Linked DNA regions of Mus musculus: region 1 is linked to region 2. The links are chromatin contacts, called in public HiChIP or PLAC-seq maps. All regions are on one chromosome and are shown on one strand. Each heading gives the region's core, a stretch centred on a gene start, on an enhancer-like site or on the middle of the called end of the contact. The rest is flanking DNA. Distances are from core to core; before and after follow the strand shown.

The links. HiChIP or PLAC-seq counts read pairs in DNA pulled down with a chosen protein or histone mark.
Region 1: a CTCF HiChIP or PLAC-seq map of the NIH/3T3 cell line shows a contact between it and region 2, with 5 read pairs. The contact joins the promoter of 4930588K23Rik here to the enhancer-like site in region 2. A contact is called at or near these places in 22 of 39 promoter capture datasets (the 3T3-L1 cell line, 3T3-L1-derived adipocytes, the C10 cell line and 15 more), 2 of 15 datasets of contacts at CTCF or cohesin (the NIH/3T3 cell line and embryonic stem cells), 6 of 484 Hi-C or Micro-C datasets (CD4 T cells, the G1E-ER4 cell line, bone marrow-derived macrophages and 3 more), 10 of 115 datasets of contacts at active chromatin or transcription factors (embryonic basal ganglia, embryonic forebrain, embryonic hindbrain and 7 more) and 4 of 9 other capture datasets (adipose tissue, embryonic stem cells, liver and 1 more).

What each region holds. Positions count from the first base shown.
Region 1 is chr16:18,605,327-18,608,026 of GRCm38.p6, forward strand. 4930588K23Rik (a long non-coding RNA gene) reads left to right here and starts at 1,336. Exons shown (of 2, transcript XR_384719.3): 1 at 1,336-1,397; 2 at 2,505-2,700. RefSeq lists an enhancer at 1-1,297.
Region 2 is chr16:18,322,278-18,324,977 of GRCm38.p6, forward strand. Tango2 (transport and golgi organization 2) reads right to left here. Exons shown (of 9, transcript NM_001359109.1): 2 at 2,080-2,173. The coding sequence starts at 2,135. Among named protein-coding and RNA genes, the nearest start is that of Mir185, 3.8 kb to the right of the region's middle. Within about 2 kb of position 1,329, at least 40 of the 459 cell types and tissues checked have an H3K27ac peak or open chromatin away from gene starts, as enhancers often do. A contact at or near this core is called in the NIH/3T3 cell line and adipose tissue, where this site is marked.

The sequences.
Region 1 (2,700 bases), core at 86-2,585, 280 kb after region 2:
GGCAGAGACGGAGGCAGCCTGAAGCACAGCAGGGTCTAGAGGTCTCAACTGCCTCTTCAGGAGCAGATGCAGATGGCAAGAGCAGGCTGAGGCAAGAGTCACTCAGTGTGCCCTAGACTGCTCTGAAGGGTTTCTTTATTTAGTAACGGGTGTTTGTCCAGTCTCTATAATGTACCTAGCCCTATACTCACCACGTGACTGAATGCCAAAATTGAGCCTTAGGAAGGAGCCACAGGGACTGTGGTCTGAGAAGAATCTTGAAGAGTTGGTCCTGTTTGTCTAGCTTCAGCAACCTTCTGACATCTCTTGAACAGCCCTGTGATGAGCAGATCCCTCCTAAGAGATGAACTGGGGAGCGATAGCCCAGCCGTGCCTGCTTTCCAGGGAGCTATCCTGAAGAAGAGTGAGCAGGGGGCTTGGCACAGCTAGACAGGGACTGACAGGTAGTCAGTCCCTCTCACTAGGCTCCTGGGACCCCAAAAGGAGGAACCCCAGCTCCTGGCCCTGCCCATACAGGCCTGGGTAGGGGCTGTGGTATGAGCTTGTTTGTTCTTCGGCCCGTCTTTCCAGTTTGGAGTCTGGGTGTACAAGTGGGGCCAGGGGCCTAGACACAAGGGAAGGGGCTCTGACAGGGTGTGGATGGGGAAGGGCGGGGCCAGGTGCTGCGCTTGCCTGCTACCCTCACCTACCACTCTGAGCTATCTGTTTCCCAGTGGTGCCCTGGATGCAGGGTCTCTGGAAGGGCCCCGGGTCTGGGAACCCTCTGACCTTAGGAGTCCTAATTAATTCAGTCTCCTCTGCTTGGTGTCTGTGGAGTTCTTGGCCTCTGTGTTCCTCTGAAGGGGACCAAGAGGGTCCCACTTTCTCCTCCTGGACCCCCAAGTCCTATACTCTGTGTTTTCTTCCCACCCCAACTACAACTTCCTAAGTACCTCTCTTACTTCCAACAGCATCCTGCCCTTTACTAAATATATGTGGAGAAACCAAGGCCCAAAGAATGAAAGATGTGGAGGAAGGAGGTGTCAGGGGCAGCTCTGGCTGCTGGAGACACTCTGGCTATGAGACACCTGGGGCTCTGGAGGAGTAAGCTCCTGTGGGCATTTTCCTGGCTCCAGATTGTCAGAGGTATGACTGCAGACACCACCACGAAGTTCTGGCCTGTGAAAAATTCAAGGCCCTGTGTAATTGGCTGGACCAGAGACTATGAACAGCATCTGTCCCCAGGGAAGGGAACAGGGCAGCAGAGGCTGATGTGAGTGCTGCTCCCACCTTCCTGCCAGTGACCCTTCCACCAATTTCAGAACTGGGAACCCCGAGGCCCAGAGGCCCTGCACAGTATGCAACCTCACAGCAAGGCAATGATGGTGGCAGGCCTGTCCTGTCTAAGGAACACAGAGGTGAGGGAATCCCCTTGACATAGGATGACAGTGTAGCCATGGTCAAGCTTGGCAGGTTGTGAAAATGGTAAAAGGAGGGCAGTAGAGCTGGCAAGTGATAGCCCCAGGTCAGTGGTGATTTCTGCCAGGCTTGTGAGGAAGTTTTCAGACTGACCAGGAGCCCCACAGGCAGGTACCAATGCTAGGATTCTCTCCAGGGTGTGCTCTGCTCTACCTCAGCCATCCAGAGCCCTGTCCTGTCTGCAGGTAATGGGTCAGAGCAGAGAGTTAAGGTGAGAATACAGCTAGATTGGCTTGTGGTCCCAGAAAGACTGCCCTTTCTTTCTGGGCCTTAGTTTCTCCATCTATAAGATAGTGAAAATTGCCCAAGAAGAGCTGTGACAGGCTCATGACTTAAGGGTAAGATTGTGAGCAAGCTCTGCCGATCAAGAAAACCAGATCTGCCGGGCGTGGTGGCATACGTCTTTAATCCCAGCACTCGGGAGGCAGAGTCAGGTGGATTTCTGAGTTCAAGGCCAGCCTGGTCTACAAAGTGAATTCCAGGACAGCCGAGTTCCAGGACAGCCAGGGCTACACAGAGAAACCCTGTCTAAAAAAAAAAAAAAAAGAAAAGAAAAGAAAACTAGATCTGAGGACTGTGGTCTGGGATAGCTGAACCTGCTAGTACAGTCCACCCTAAAAGAACCCCCAGAGTAGCCTTCCTCTCTTGGTGTGCCCTTGCATTCATGGCTGGACCAGTCCTGGAACATACTTTAAGATTAGGTCCTTTCTGGCCATGGTGGCGCACGCTTTTTAATCCCAGAGTTCCAGAGGCAGAAGCAGGAGGAGATCTGTGAGTTCCAGGTCAGCCTGGCCTACATAGTGAGACCCTTTCTCAAACAAACAAACAAACAAACAAACAAACAAACAAACAAACAAACAAAGTTAGACTCTTAGGTTTTGACTGCCCCAGCACAACTCCAGCTGCCTTGCCATGCACTGCCCTCCTCCAGTATGTTATGTTCTAACCTTTCAAGGCTGACTGGAGGGAAGGTGAACTGGGGTCAGGGGAGGGAGGGGACAGAAGTTTGGAGCCAAGACAAAGCTTCATGGCCCTCTCTTACCCAGGCCATGACAGGAAGAATCCTGCCCCGTGTTTCTGTCACTATGGATCAGGAAGCAGCACACAGATCACCACTTTCATGTCTGTAACCCCAATAGACATCACCAGTGGATCTCAGATCTCTTTCTTTACTGGATGGAAAGGCTCGGCTTAAGTTCCTCGGCTCAAAACCAGACCCTGGACATGGACGTGCTCACCCAG
Region 2 (2,700 bases), core at 79-2,578:
AATGCCAGAAGAAGGTATTAGATCCCCTTATACCACCATGCGAGCCACCATGTGGTTGCTGGGAATTGGGAGAGCTGACAGTGCTCTTAACCACTGAGCCATCTCACTAGACCCCACTTGCCAATTTCTTATCTTTCTTTCTTCCTGTTTTAATTTTACCTGCAGGTGGTCTTCAAGGAATAAACCATCAAGTAGGCTCCGGCCAAACCCAGGATTCACACATCACCCAAGACTACGGAACTGTTAGGCCGTGTCACCCCAAACGGAAACACAACTTTGCTTTTGCTGGTGTGGGTAAGTTTGCATGAATGTTAGGCCGTGTCACCCCAAACGGAAACACAACTTTGCTTTTGCTGGTGTGGGGAAGTTTGCATGAATGTTAGGCCATGTCACCCCAAACGGAAACACAACTTTGCTTTTGCTGGTGCGGGGAAGTTTGCATGAATGTAAGGGGTAAGGGCTGAGGAGAGCAAGGAGGGGCCATGCCACTTCCCAGCTTATCGAGTGAAGGCTCACAGCCACCCTTTACTGCCTGCGCTGTAGAAATGAAGCTCAACTCTGCTGCTGGTGCAGTTAGGTTTTAACAGAAGGCACCGGAGACACACTCGCTGCTTTCACAGGTAGGAGGCTCCTGAGACCTGTGCTCCCCAGGTCTTAGCTCCCACAATGCACAATATAAGCAGCACCAATGGGTAGGCACCTTCACCTAGCACCTGTTCTGTGACCAATGTCATAGCTTTAGGTACTTTAGACAGCAGACTCCAGAAAGATCTAGCAGGATAATACCTGAAGAATATTTTGGCCATTAAGGAGTCACAACTGTGCCATCCATGGACACACATACCCCCTCCCCTTTTAATTGTATGTGTATGGCTGTTTTGTCTATATATATATTTGTGTATCCCTGGAGTGCCTGGCATCTGTGGAGGCCAAAAGAAGGCACTGGATTCCCTGGAACTCAAGTTACACACAGTTGTGAGAACCATGTGGGTCCTGATAACAACCCCAGCTCTCTGGAAGAGCAGCAAGCTACCTCTCCAGTAGCCTCACTGAGGATTATAGTATGAGAACGACAGATAGGCGCTGCTCCGTGCAAACAGTATAGTGGTTGCTTCTCACATCCAGTCTTTGGGAATTCATTACTTTGTTCAGCTCTCCCCAGATAGCCTGTGATGTGACTAACTGTTTATCATTTTCCTTGTAGGATTCCACTAACTCCCTTTAACTCTTCTGCCAGAAAACTAGAATCACCTCCTCTAGCCTGATCCAGCTCTGTTGCCTGCCCTCTGTAGAAGAGGAAATGCTGAGTCCCTACATCCTATTCCCTAGACTGAAATGAGGGAACCCAGCCACTGTGCCAGGCATTCCACAAAGTGACTCAACAGGAGGATCTCACTGAAACTACTTTGTTTCTGGAACACATCCTAAGATTTTGAAAATGTTCCAGACAAACGTAAGAGAGGAGTTCCACAGTCCATTTCCAGTTGTGGGCTAAATTTCTGCCTTGTGCTCTACATGGACAAACAAATGCTGGCACATGCTAAAGAACCAAGGGGCTGCCCTGCGTGTAACTGGCACTAGAAGAGCAGGGAGGGCTGGCCCCTAGTTCCCTTCTCTGCCTACTGTTTCCCATGTCCTTGGCTGGTACTCAGCTACTCCAGCTAAAACCCATGGATGCTTTCCTCAATCTGCCACCAGCCAGACACCTCACCCAACCCAACCCAGCAGCGCCCCTCTCTGTCACCACTACTCCAGCTCTGCAGATGTGACCCTAATCACAGGCCACAGAACTTCGCCTCATCCCTCTGTCTCGCCACACCTGCACATTAGCTCTGAGCCCTTGCTCTAGGGTGGGCTCCTCCCAGCACCCCATGCTAAGCAGACACTGTCCAAGACAGCCGGACCAGGCTTGTACAGGATGTCTCCAGGCAACCAGAAGTCAAGACTCAGTTACTCAGAGGACACACACCCAGCAGCCTGCCATTGTCTCCTGCATATATGGCACCCCAGGGGTGAGGAACAGCCGTGGACCTCAGGCCTGGAGCAGCCTGGCGGAGGCAGAACAAGGGCATTCATTACCTGTATGCATTTTTGGAAACAGGACGAGGATCAAACTTAAAGAAGATGATGCACATGGGTTGCAAGGGTGGCTTTGCTCACACGGTCACAAGGTCTGTGGGAAAAGGAGAACAATGAGCTGTGAACAGCAGAGTCAGAGGGCTTTTCGGATGTCTCTCTCCATCAGTGAGTGGGGCTGGACTGGTGAGCACCAGATGCTTGGTGACATAATAGACATCTCCCCTCACCTGGGCCCACCAGCATCAGCTTGTAAGTCCACCGCCATGACACTCCCTTACCCTGGACATGCTACATGGGAGTGGTGAGTGGGTGCTGGAAGGGGCAGCAGCAGCGATAGGAACCACACACGTAAGGCTGGAGTGAAGGAGTAGCAAGTCCTCTCCCCAGCAGTCGCACCAAGTACTGCCCATGAGCCACAGAGGGAGACACCTTCATCTCAGCTCATGGTGCCCAAGGCCAGGCATCAGGGCCCACTCACTGGGGATGATCTGTGACCCATGTCCCCTCAGGCCTTTACCTAACACACACGCCCACCCCAAAGGACCTAATGGTTCTTCGTACCCACATTAGTAGGCAGAAACCAGTGCCAAGCACATGCACACACACCTGGGTGCTGAGGAA